Linked DNA regions of Anas platyrhynchos: region 2 is linked to region 1. The links are chromatin contacts, called in public Hi-C maps. All regions are on one chromosome and are shown on one strand. Each heading gives the region's core, a stretch centred on a gene start, on an enhancer-like site or on the middle of the called end of the contact. The rest is flanking DNA. Distances are from core to core; before and after follow the strand shown. Region 1 overlaps SENP5 (SUMO specific peptidase 5). Region 2 holds the start of EPHB3 (EPH receptor B3).

The links. A called contact is a pair of places that touch in the nucleus more often than the background predicts.
Region 2: a Hi-C map of skeletal muscle shows a contact between it and region 1, with 2.3 times the contacts expected there. The contact joins the promoter of EPHB3 here to the enhancer-like site in region 1. A contact is called at or near these places in 2 of 8 Hi-C or Micro-C datasets (skeletal muscle and subcutaneous adipose tissue).

The regions. Positions count from the first base shown.
Region 1 is chr9:9,087,149-9,090,484 of IASCAAS_PekinDuck_T2T, reverse strand. The region is part of intron 9 of SENP5 (SUMO specific peptidase 5); the gene reads right to left. Among named protein-coding and RNA genes, the nearest start is that of SENP5, 38 kb to the right of the region's middle. Within about 2 kb of position 1,709, at least 3 of the 8 cell types and tissues checked have an H3K27ac peak or open chromatin away from gene starts, as enhancers often do. A contact at or near this core is called in subcutaneous adipose tissue, where this site is marked.
Region 2 is chr9:9,179,796-9,183,060 of IASCAAS_PekinDuck_T2T, reverse strand. EPHB3 (EPH receptor B3) reads right to left here and starts at 1,250. Exons shown (of 15, transcript XM_072042297.1): 1 at 1,037-1,250. The coding sequence starts at 1,154.

The DNA of each region.
Region 1 (3,336 bases), core at 460-2,959:
TCAATTATTGCACCTCGCTCTCCGCCGTGCCAAAATGACATCTTAAGAACTGGCAGAAAGCTTCGCCTCTGCTTCTCCCGTGCACACAGGAAGGCTGCTCCTCCCCGCTCAAAGGTGTTGGGAGATTTTGCAGCTTGGGTCAAAGCATGTTAATAAAGCAGTTGAGTCTCCATATGGTATTTTGGCACTAAAATGTCAGCTGCTTTTCAGACACTGTACTTTAATCATTTCAGACAGGCCCCTTTTAAATGGTTTGTTTAGTTTGCTTAGAGAATAATATTTGTTATTTGGTTTTTGGAATGACTAATAAATGAACTGTCTTTGCTCAGGGAGAATAATGCCACTTAAGCAAAACCTAGTACTGCAGTTCAGAGCTATTTAATAAGAAATACCTGTCAGTGTCAGAATATATTTACTCTACATTAGCTTTGAAGAATTGCAGAATTAGTTTTCCCCTTGCTAAGTTTACTTTATGTAAAATGTAACACATGAACTGTGAATATGTGGACAGCAAACAGACTGTATCAATGAATTCATCCTCCCCCGGAAAATGCTGACAGTGGCAAGAGAAACACCTCCGAACAGACAGAACTGACACCATCAAAAGCGAAACGTGACAGCTGCCAAGGATCCTTAGCCTCCTGCCTCCCCTCGCCTGCTTAAGAATCGGAATCGAATCCAAGGAAACACGCTGTAGTCTATTTATCCTCTTGTTTAATCCAAGGGGGGAAAGCATCAGCATAATTAAACGCTTTTAACCTCTCGGTTTTGATAACTCGCGATCGGGAGGCAGCGGAGGAGCTCCGCGGGGAGCCGAGCCTCCCCGACCTGCCGCGGCTCGCTCAGCCTCGCCCCAACGCCGCCGCCTCGCCCGGCCTCGCGCCCGGCCTCCCTCCGAGGGACCCACGGATGGCCCCCAGGACAATTCCAGGTCCCGGCGGCATCTGCTGCTCACCCTGAGGCAGGAGAGGCGAGGCAGAGGTCTCGTCCCACCGCGCCGTGCCACCCCGCTCCTGGTACCGACGCGGCGACGCGCTCGCTTTCACCGCCCAGGCACCGTCGCCGGCTCTCCAGCCATCTGGGGCAGCAAGCGGCGAGGCTGATGGTCGGCTGCGTGGAGAAGCGAGTTATTTGCTTAGAAACTGTCTCTGTGGCATCTTGACCATCTGGAAAGAATATGGAAATGAGACTTGTAGCGAGATGGAGCTCCTCGGTTGATAAATTAACCAGGCATCTCCAGAAGTAGGCGCAGCCGATAGAAGGCTGCATTTCCAAGCACGTACCAGCTTGCACACACGTATGTAGGTGTGAGCGTATGCAATTTCCCATCTCGCCCACACGTCTGGGTACCTAAGTCACACTCCCGCAAAGCTGCCCAGGTTTCTAAGCAAATAAAGCAAAACTTTCAGCCGTAAAATTCATGTGCGCTGGAACGAGGGCCAGACGGGGCTGGGCTGTAAAGGACCGGCTGCGGGTCCAGCACTGCACAGAGAGCAGGGCTGTGAGCACCCCGCTGTCCTGCGGGGGCTGAGCATCACAACTAGGGTGTGAGTGTGCCCCCCAGCACCCTAAAGTCCCCCCGAGGCTATGGCAGCAAGCGAGAGCCTGGTACAGAGGGGAAACAAAGCATGCAGCCTGGCACAGACGCAGGAACCTCTCAGCTCTCGTGCCAGCCCCTTACTAACCAAAATATCATGCTAGGCTGAAGTGGAGCTGGCTTCCTCGAGCGTGACTCATAGCGTTTGCTGACTGCCAGGAGAGTTCCCAGGAACTGGGGGCAGTGGGACAGAAATTACAGTCGGCCTCTGAGCACGGTAATTTGTGCCAGAGTTCAGTGGCTCCCCAGATCACCCCAAGAGAGGACAATTAGGGCTGGCTTCAAGCCAGACGCAGGTTGCTGGGAGCAGAGCACAGAGCCCCAAGTTAAGCACTGAGAGGAGGCAGCCAGCAGACTTGAGAGAAGGAGGTTGTGAAATAAGCAAGGTCCCTGAAACAGGCATCCTGCCTTTCAAATGCAAATGCCATCCCAAGGAAGGTGTTTTGCTCTGCCAGCCTCTGAGTGCTGACTTTTGATCATCTGAGCGGAGAAAACGCACCCAGGAGTGCTGGCACAGAGAAAGGCCTCTGAGGGCTGGGCTCGGAGCAGAGCGATGGCACGGGGAGATGTGCTCCCAGCGGCACACATTGGGCAAAACGCTGCTTTGTGCGTGCCAAGGGACCACGTGCATCCGCATGCCTCTGCCATGCCAAAATGCACGCGGCAAAAGGCTACCTCCTGCTAAGGAAGTGCCAAATTTCCCCATGTAGGTGGTGCACCTGGTACCTGTTCTCCCCTCAATGCCACATACAACCAGCGATGTACAACAGGGGTCAGCTGCTCCATCGCCACCTTCCTGGTGTCCCAACAAGACATTTTGCCTGATGCAAAGGTGGACGGACATCTGGCTGTCCAGCTCTAACCTGAACTTCTCATACCATGAAACACCAACGTGGGATCTAGACAAAGCAACAGCCTACCTTGCCAGCCCTGTGACAACCCCTCCGGGGGCATGGCTGCTGCTGAATTCCCAAATCATTTCTGAGCTCCACGCAGTCTCGCTCCATCTCATGGGTTCAGCACCTTCCCCCCAGCCCAGCACCTTTTTCCCATCACCTGTGGTCTTTTAACTGGGAATTATGGGCACCGTGGAGTTGGAGGTTGTCTCTGGTTGAGCCTACCAGCACAGGGCAGGGACTCCTGGTGAGGGGTTGCTGTGCCCGAGCTGTGCCAGTGGCCAGCAGACGAGTGGCTCCTTCCTTGAAGGCTCAGCCGAGTCTGACAGTCTCCTTCATGCTGGCATTAGTGATTTCTGTGTGTTGAGGGACAGCAGAAGAGCAGCAGCCAAGCATCTGTCTCCTGAGCCCATGGTGCAGACTGTTGAAGTTTTTAATGCTTTTATTGTTTTGGCCTCTACACATAGGAATTGCCTCAAGCTCAGGTGTGCCCAGATGCCTCAGAGAAACGCATGGGACCTCAGAGTGAGATTTACTGGCCACAATATTATGTAAACATTTACATACCTTAAAGTCTGTGATTGTTTTTTCTTAATTGACTGAAAAAAGGCAATGCATTAAAGCAAAACCAAAAGCTGGGAAACCGTCAGACGATTTCAGGTACTTGCGGTGCCAGCAGCGCTCAATGCCAGAGCTGGCAGGGACTCAGCCCTCTGACAGCCGAGCTGAAGCTCTTTTCCTGTGCTCGTGAGTACACCCATAGCTCGTTGCAGAAACCAAGAAATACAGGGAGACAAAACCCCTTTTACCGCGCATTCTACTCTCCAGCAGGAAATGTCTCCA
Region 2 (3,265 bases), core at 1-2,500, 93 kb before region 1:
CACCCCTTTGCCAAAATAAAGAGAGAAAAAAAAAATAAAAATCAAATCCACTGGGTAGAGAGGGAGGGGGGGTGGGGGGGTGGAAGGAAAAGCAACACCCGTAAAGAGCCACCCCCAAAGTTTGTAGGGAGCCCAGCCCTGGGGGGCTCGCTGCCCCGAAATGGCAGCGGGGCAGGGCTCCCCTGCTCGCAGCAGCCCCCCAAACCCCTACCCAAAGATCGCAGCGGGTGAGGCGCAGCCCGAAGCCGCCTCCGAGCAGACAAAAGCGGGGTCCCCCCACCGCCGGGGCAGCCGGGCAGCTCCGGGGCTCGCCGCCGAACCGCGGAATTCTCCTTCCCGGAGAATTTTTTTTAATAATTATTATTTTTTTCTCCTCTCCTTTCCCTTCCCGGCCCGGGGCCTCCCTCAGCCCCCACCCCGCCACCTCCGGAGCTTGTGTTACCGGACACGGCGCAGACTTCGTGCCCAGCCAAACCCCCCCCCGGGGCCCCCTCCTCCGCCCCGGGACCCCGGAGCGGGGCCGTGCAGGGCCCCGGGGGCCAACCGGGACCTCAACCCGCGGCTGGGGGCCGAGGAACCGTCTTGATCCCGAGCTCTGGGCAGGGCAGGGGGGGTTCCCCCTTCCTCCCCCGGCTCCGGTAGGGATGCGCCACGCGTGGCCGCTCTCCCCGGTAGCCCCACGGCGGAGCCCGCGGGGTTAAACCGGCTACCGGGGGAAGGGATGGAGCCGGACACGGCGGCTCACGGCCACTCCTCCGGCGGCCCCGGCTCTTTTGGCCCGCCCGGGCGGCAGGGCTGAATTTTCCAGCCCTGGGAGAAACCGGGGGAAGGCGAAACGAGCGGGCAGGGCTCGGCGGGGCGTTCACTCTGGAACCTACCGAGGGCGGCGGAGCTTGGGGAGGGGGGGGGCTGGGAGCGGGGCTGCGGCGGCGGCAGCGAGCTCCGGGCGGGGACCTCGAAGCCGGAGCCGAGCGGAGGCGGCTCGGGGAAACCGAACGAGCCCGGGGGCACCCTGGGGGGGGGTCCCGGTACTCACCCTCGAGGGCTCGGCGGCCGGCGGGGAGCAGCAGGAGCAGCAGCAGGAGGGGGAGCAGCGGCGGCGGCGGCGGGGGGGCCCCCGGGCGGGCGGCAGCGGCAGCAGCAGCGGCGGCCATGGCGGGGGGCGGTGCGGGCGGCCCCGCCGGGCAGTCCCGAGCTCGGCGCCACGCGGGGCTCCTCTCGCCGCCGCGCCACGATCGCGCTCTGGCGCCGCCGCCGCCGCCGCCGCCGCTCAGCCGCGAGGGGCGGGGCCCGGCCGCCAATCAGCGCCCGCCCCTAGCAACCCGGCGGCCCTGGCGACGCCGAGCGCGGCGCTCATTGGCTGGAAGGGGGGGAGTGGGCGGGGCCCGGCGGAAAGATGAATGGAAGGGGTGGGAACGGAGCGAGGCCACGCCCACCGCCACGCCTCCTGGCCACGCCCACCCCAGCGCGGGAGGTGCAGGGCGGGGAGCGCGCCCCACCCAGCGGCCGCGCGCGGAACTGGTCCTTAAAGGGGCCGCGGCCCTGGAAGCAGGGGGGCTGCACCGAGCCCCCAGTGCGGGGCAGGGCGAGGGGTGGTGGCACTGAGGGTACCCGGGCACCCCCGGTGGCCTGTACCGCCAACCCATCCCGTCCCGTCGCATCCCATCCCATCTCACCCTAGCCCATCCCACGTACCCCATCCCATCCCAACCCATCCCATCCCACTCCACCCTATGATCCCCTTCTGTCCCTTCTGACCCCATCCCATCCCACATACCCCATCCCATCCTATCCCATCCCACGTACCCTATTCCGTCCATCCCATCCCATCCCAACCCAACCCAACCCACCCCATTCCATCCATCCCAACCCAACCCATCCCATCCCACTCCACCCTATGATCCCCTTCTGTTCTTTCTGACCCCATCCCATCCCATCCCATCCCATCCAATCGGTCTTTCTATGGTCCTTTCCCATCACATCCATCCCATGCTGCTGCATCCAATCCCAACCCGTCCCATTCCATGTACCTTAACCCTTTCCCATCCCATTCATCCCATCCATCCCATCCCATGCACCCCATCCCATCCCATCTCGCCCTATCCCATCCCATTCATCCCATCTCACCCTATCCCATCCCATCCATCCCATCCCATCCCATGTACCTCATCCATCCCATCCCATGTACCCCATCCCATCCCATCTCACCCTATCCCATCCCATTCATCCCATCCCATCCCATCCCATCCCAAACCATCTATCCCATCCCAACCCAACCCATCCCATCCCACTCCACCCTATGACCCCCTTCTGACCCCATCCCATCCCCATCACCCCATGACTCCCACCGCAGTGACACAGCTCACTCTTGGGGTCCTGGCCAGGGTGACAACACACACAGGACCCTGCCTGGATCCCCCATTTTCCACCTGTTTTCCCCCTTCCCCACCTCCCATGGGAAGCGGTTCCCCTGCTGACAGCCACAGGGAGGTTTTGGGGTCCTGTGTGGGGTTGCGACCTGTCCTGGCCCTCAGTGCCGAGAGGGAGAATTCACCACGAGGGGCTGCTTGGGGTTGGGGGACCACAAGGATGCGGGGCTGGACCTCTTGGGATGTGCTGCAGCCACCCCAACACCGCTGGGGCTGCTCCCCCCCGCACCTATATGTCCCCTCCTCAGATGTTCAGTGGTGCCCAAGTCCCTGATTTTGGGGCATTTTGGTGCTGCCAGTCCCCAGGGCGGCTGGGAGCTCTGTCTGTAGGGCAGCACGCAGCTGGGTGTGTCCCCCCCCCCACGGCACCGCCATCTGGGCAGCCCCCGGCACCATCTGCAGGCAGCACCTCGCTGCTCGCCACCCCGCCGCGGCGCTCCCTGCCCCAGAAACCTGCCCCAGAAACCCGCTGCAGCTCCCGGCCACCTTCCCTGCAGCTCCTGGTAGGAGTGGGATCTCGGGAGAGGGTTTCGGGGCCAGCCACGGCTGTACTTTGCCCTGTGCTCAGCCTCCAGCATGTCCCGTGTCCGTGTCCGTACCACCTCCTCCTCCTTTGGTGCAGAAGGATTTGGCTTCCCAAGCCCTGGCCATGTGCAGAGACCGAGCTGCAGACAATTTGGGGTGGCTGACCGATCCCAATTCCCTGGGGGCTGCAGGACCTGGGCTGACATCCCCACGGGGCTTGGCAGGGCGGCGAGTGCCAGGGCTGCTGCGGCACCCCGACATCCTGGGCATGGGGCCCAACGGGGCCAGCTGTGCCCTGGAGAGCTGGGCTG